2 separate regions of the Gossypium hirsutum genome follow, and region 2 is linked to region 1. Evidence: chromatin contacts called from public Hi-C data. All regions are on one chromosome and are shown on one strand. Each heading gives the region's core, a stretch centred on a gene start, on an enhancer-like site or on the middle of the called end of the contact. The rest is flanking DNA. Distances are from core to core; before and after follow the strand shown.

What was found. Hi-C and Micro-C count contacts between places; a contact is called where the count stands out from the background.
Region 2: a Hi-C map of leaf shows a contact between it and region 1, with 2.1 times the contacts expected there. The contact joins the promoter of LOC107922465 here to the promoter of LOC107922179 in region 1. A contact is called at or near these places in 5 of 34 Hi-C or Micro-C datasets (callus, hypocotyl, leaf and 1 more).

The regions. Positions count from the first base shown.
Region 1 is chrD01:25,950,503-25,953,414 of Gossypium_hirsutum_v2.1, forward strand. LOC107922179 (probable ubiquitin-like-specific protease 2B) reads right to left here and starts at 1,504. Exons shown (of 16, transcript XM_016852073.2): 1 at 1,074-1,504; 2 at 1-239. The coding sequence starts at 1,212.
Region 2 is chrD01:26,113,030-26,115,886 of Gossypium_hirsutum_v2.1, forward strand. LOC107922465 (serine/threonine-protein phosphatase PP2A catalytic subunit) reads right to left here and starts at 1,441. Exons shown (of 6, transcript XM_016852514.2): 1 at 712-1,441. The coding sequence starts at 964.

The DNA.
Region 1 (2,912 bases), core at 254-2,753:
TCTCAACTCAAACTCATGGATTTCATTTTGTAAGTCTGGCTGTTGTTCAGAACTTGTGGACTTTGACTCTGGGGAAACATCCAGGTCAGTATTTCCTTCCTTGGAAAATTCCTTTTCAACAGCCCCCAGTGAGGCAGCTGTAGTAGCACCATCAAAACTATAATCACCATCAATTGCATCAACATCTACACAAGGAATGTTGTCCATTCCCTTTCTCTGAACAGCAGCACCACGGGCAACTTAAAGAAAAGGTAAAAGAATTATTATCAGAAAAGCAGGGTATTAAGTAAATATGAAACATCCATGCATCTAACTCTACAGTTATCTTATAATTCCAATTTTTTAATAAATTTTGCATATAATATCACTTTAACCATCCCGAATTCAACATCCATTGCTGAACAAAGAGAATATGACTCATACTTTTCAAAGCCCAATCCCACATACACACATGCAGAAAAGATGAAAAACCAAAAATAAAAACCATAGCAAATTATAGGATAGTTAACCATATCTCCACAAAACAAGCAATCCAAACAGAAATAAATGTTTTCATGCTAGTGAAAGAAAAGAGTATCATCTTATTAGACACATCTAAATGTTCACATCGATCAAGCAATCTATAGAGCTTGTAATTCACCATATCTCCACATCTTGGTCACCGTTACTCAATAAGGGATTACAACTAAACAATCAATCTACTAATGACCACATACTCTGAAAAATTCTAGTTGCTTCATTGGAAGTGAACTCAGAGCTAACATTCACTTCTTTTCTTTCTTTTTTTTTTTTGGAAGTGGCATTGACCAAATTATGGAATTCAATCCAAACAGTGATTCCGAACTGGTTCCTACAACCTCATTGCAATATTGGTAAAATAAAATTCATACAATTACTAACTACAATTCAATCATTTCATTTTCATTTTCATTTCCCTAGCCTTATTAAAAGGAGGTAAGGATTTTGTGTATTTAAAATTAGACAGAAAATTCGATCGGTTATCTAGGGGCTTTTTTTCAGCGCCCAAAAAATTATTTAAAAAAGAAAAAGATTTATTTGTTTTAGAAACCTACCGCATTCGAGAAACTGACATTTAAGAGTCGCGGCGTCATCGAAATTAGGGCTTTTCAATTTACTCAAGTACTTATCAGCTGCCAATTCTGAAATCTCGTCCTCCTCCTTGAAGTCGAACACCTCGAGACCGTTCTTCATTGGCGCGTGAGACGACTATAAATCAGAATGAATGAAAGAGTTGGCAACTCGGTGAGCCGGGAATAGAAACTCAGTGAGTAAACGTACAGGAGACCAATTACCCGCGATCTTCCAAGGAGAGGAAAGGCACTACCCTAATTTCGGTGTAAACCAACGACTTAGATTGAAAAAAACCAGCTCGAGCGAGAAAAAAAAGAAAAAGATTTGAAACGTGTTGGCTTTAGGATGATTAAGCAACGCGCATGTTCAGAGAGTAAATAACACGAATCAATAAGATGACAGAAAACATTGATGAACGCTTCTCTCTGCGCGTAGGTTTTGATTTATAGGAATTCAATCGGAAAAGGAATTGGGATTTATCATAAGTTCACCCCTCATAATTTCGATAATTTTATATAGGTTTAAATCTGTTAGAAGTCCTTGTGCTCTTAACAAATTTAAAATTTAGTCTCTGCATTTTAATTTTGATCACCTCATCCAATTTTGTAAGTATATAAAAAGATAGAATAACTATTTTAACCATCAACATTTACAGTTTTTGTCAATTTGGTTATTACCTTTAAGAAGTACATAAAATTATAAAAATTAAGGTTTTAAAATATATTTTCAATAAAAATCCTAATTCTTTTAAAAATTATAATTTAAAAATTCAAAAAGAAATATTAAATATATGAAAGTTTCAAAAAATAAAAAAATGTTTTTTTTGTGAAAGTAAACATTACAAAGAACTAGAAATAAACTATATAAGAAACTAAATATAACTGTAATCCTTCCTCTCGATCAAAAGCCAACTTGGTAAATTGATCAGCTTCCTTGTTATCTTCTCTAGGCACCTAATCTATGGACCAGTTCGCCTCCTTTCGTAAGAGTTGCATAATGCACCTGATTAATGCGGAATTTGATCCCTTCAATAAGGACTCCTTGATAGCCCCAATAACTTCCAAATTATCGGTCTGTATCAATATTCTATCATGAAGATTTCCTTGTGCCAATATCACACCATCGAAAGTGACCCATAATTCAGCTTGAAAAATAGAACATATTCTTATTTTGCGATTGAAACCAATGATCCATTCACCATTTTGGTCTCTCAAAACTCCTCCTGCCGAAGCAGAACCTGTGTTGATTTTAACAGCTCCATCAAACCATATGGTGATAAATTCTCTTCAAATTTTAAGTTATTCATTATTTTGTGATTGAACCCAATGATCTATTCACCATTTTAGTCTCTCAAAACTCCTCCTGCCGAAGCGGAACCTATGTTGATTTTAATAGCTCCACCAGACCGTATGGTGATAAAGTCTCTTCAAAGTTTAAGTTATTCATTTAGTTTGTATTAAATAATATTTTAATACAATTTCTAAATTAAATTAAAAAATACTTATTCAAATTTGATTTTAATATGTACTAAATGAATAACTCAAGCTTTGGAGAGATTTTACTACCATTAAAGAAGTAAATAGCACATTTTTCATAAATAAAAAAATTCCAAAAATTTATATAACTTAATGGATTTTAAATGGTTTAATTGTATAAACTTTTATTATTTTTGGGGGCAAAGTGTAATTTTACCATTACTAATTTAAAATTTGATAAATTATAAAGGGCCTAAATGGAAAATTTTCTACTTTAGGGGGGCTATGGCCCTTGCCAACCCCCATTGGCTCTACCACTGGCGCCACACCTCATTGGTATAAACC
Region 2 (2,857 bases), core at 191-2,690, 160 kb after region 1:
CTTCACATTTATAAGGATTGACGCAATAGTGGCTATTATTTCTAGTACATAGAAAAATTCCTTAAAAAGCTGAAAGTCCAAACTTAGTCCAAGAACTTAGTCTCACAGTACAACTCCACCTCAGAGGTAAGAAACTAATCAAAAAGACTGCCAACAGTTTAGACCAAGCAGGGCAAGCTCAAATACCATTCCTACCCAAAATTCTCAGCAGTTTTAAGCATCTAAGGGGCGATGCTGAAAGGCATTTTTGTTTTCTCAATTTTAGTAACATGATAATATAACACGGAAGCTACCACTATTATGCTATTCTATGGAGCTTTTTTTTTGTTCATTATGCTATTATATTATCAGTCTTGTTAATTATCAGGCATATCGATGGTTAGGATAATAAGTTACCCTAGAATTTTAATTTAACACTAGGAGTAAAAATTTATTTGCAATCCTACTAAAAATAAGGTGTAAAATAGATTTACGGCCAACCTATTATTTTCTAATTAATAGATTTCAAAAACTAGAGGTTTATCTAACCTTATTTTTTTCATGAGTTCCAACTCTTAAAACAAAAACAAACTCAGCAAATATTATTCAGAAAATTAAAAGAAAAAAGAGGAAGGACTAGGAAACTCTTAAATCAATACAACAAACTTCAAATAATCCACCAAAAAGTTAAAAGAACAGGGAAAGAACCCTATGAAAAATTGACAAACATACCTACATAATCTCCCATGAAGAGATAATTTGTATCAGGCGCATTCCCTCCTATCCGAAACAGCTCTATTAGATCGTAAAACTGTCCATGAATATCTCCACATACCGTTACCGGACACTTCACAGGCTGTACGTTCCATTCCTCCACTAGTATTGCTCGTGCCTGCTCGCATAACGCCTTCACCTCCGCCTCAGACAGCGGCTTACACTCCATCAGGTGCTCGATCTGACGATCCAGATCTCCCTGAGACGGCATCCTTGTTCCTCCACCGTCCGATCACCCAATTCCCCCCTTTCACCACTGACCGCAAAATCGTGGAAATAAATAAACAAACACAAAGAAAAAAAAAAGCGGTCTGAACGGTTGACTTTGATCCGCCAAGCGTTGGTGGTTACTTATTTGGATCGCAGCGCTGCTTAGAAATGAAAATGCTAAAAGAGGAGAATAAAAAGAAAGGGAAACGAGCAGTCTGAAATGAAACTCAAATGCAAAGGCAAATGAAATGGCAAATTTTAGCCCCTTTTTAATTATTATAATTTTTGTTTGGTTGAAAATTGAAATCTCTCATTTTTGCAATTATTGGAATTAATAATTCCAAGTATTTGTTGTGGTGAGTGATCTTCAGACTCCCCCGGTGGCTCCGCCCAGTAAAAAATCTAGAGGAAGCGACACCTGTACCTTGACAACTTTTTCTTTTCAGCTCATTTCTTTATAAGTTTTCAACCTTTGCCTACTTTTTTTATTTAAATATGCCATAGCTTTATATGCACTTTGAAATTTAAAATTTAGTTCATCTATTTTGAGACATTAAGTCTTTATTCTTTTTTATTTAAAAATTGTAATTCATTTGTCTACAATTATAAGGAAATTAGAATCACTTATTTTAATATCAATCTTTATAATTTTTGTCAATTTTAACTTTATATTTCAAACATACAAAAAATAAGATTTTATATTTTTAATAAAAATCCTAAATTAAAAAAAAACACAATTTAAAAAAATGCATATACTATTCCATAAACTATTACCTCTATTATAAAAATCAAATAAAAGCTTGAAAATTGTTGAGTCAATTAAATAACTTCTTATGAATGTAGTAAAATTAAGTTGAAATTATTTAGGAAAAATCCATTGGTAAATGGAAGTTTTCGTGACCGAAATCGAGCCTCACTTCAATGAGCCCAAAATTTCCAAAATAATGCAGATGCCCTACTTAAGGGCTAGGTATTAATCTCTGAGCGACCATGTTCTATATCTAAGCTTAGGTATCGGTACTTAGGTGCCAGGTATAGGCACCTGGTCTTATTTACCATAGCTTTTTAGCTATTGTCAACTTGAATCTAATACTTAAATGAGGGTATCAAAACTTGGACCCTTAGATCAATTTTTTTTATCATTAACTTGCAAAGTGTTGATAAAAACAATAATAGTACTGATACATTATTGCAGAGGACCAAAATTTCCCTCAAAAGTCACCACAAACACACTCCAAATCCTCTTAAACAAATACTAACATAAAACAAATTGCAATATCAATTTATGGTATGAAATTTTAATCTCAAACACTTCCTAACATACTCTAAATAAAACCATCATGAATATTTAGTCATCGTAAAGCCTTAAATTTTTTTATTTTTTATACAAGACTTTTTTGAGAACTTTATTCGTGTATCCGATGAGAAAATTCATTTTTTACAAAATTAATTAATTTTAGATTGTTGGAATTAATTAGAAATAATATTAAGCTATTTTTTAAGTTTTGAGCTTAATTGATTAAAAATACGAGTTGAAGGGTAAAATAATAATTTTGTCAATAAGGATATTTTAGTCATTTGAAGAGAAATTATGATTAAATATTTGTGTTCGTAGATTTGTGTGGTGATAGGATGATTTTTGGAATACTAAAATTCATTTTTGTCTTAAAAATAAACCATAACCATATGACATGATATTTATTTTACCTTTTGACCGGATAATGATAATAGTATAAAAATGATAAAAGGGGAAAGAACCTCCATTTTCTTATCGTACCAGCTGACCATTTAGAAGAAAGAAGAAGCTCTCCATTTTCTTCTTTTCCCCACATCTTTTACATTTTTCTTTTCAAATCCATCACCATTTTCTTTTATTTTCTTACAAAATCCTTTA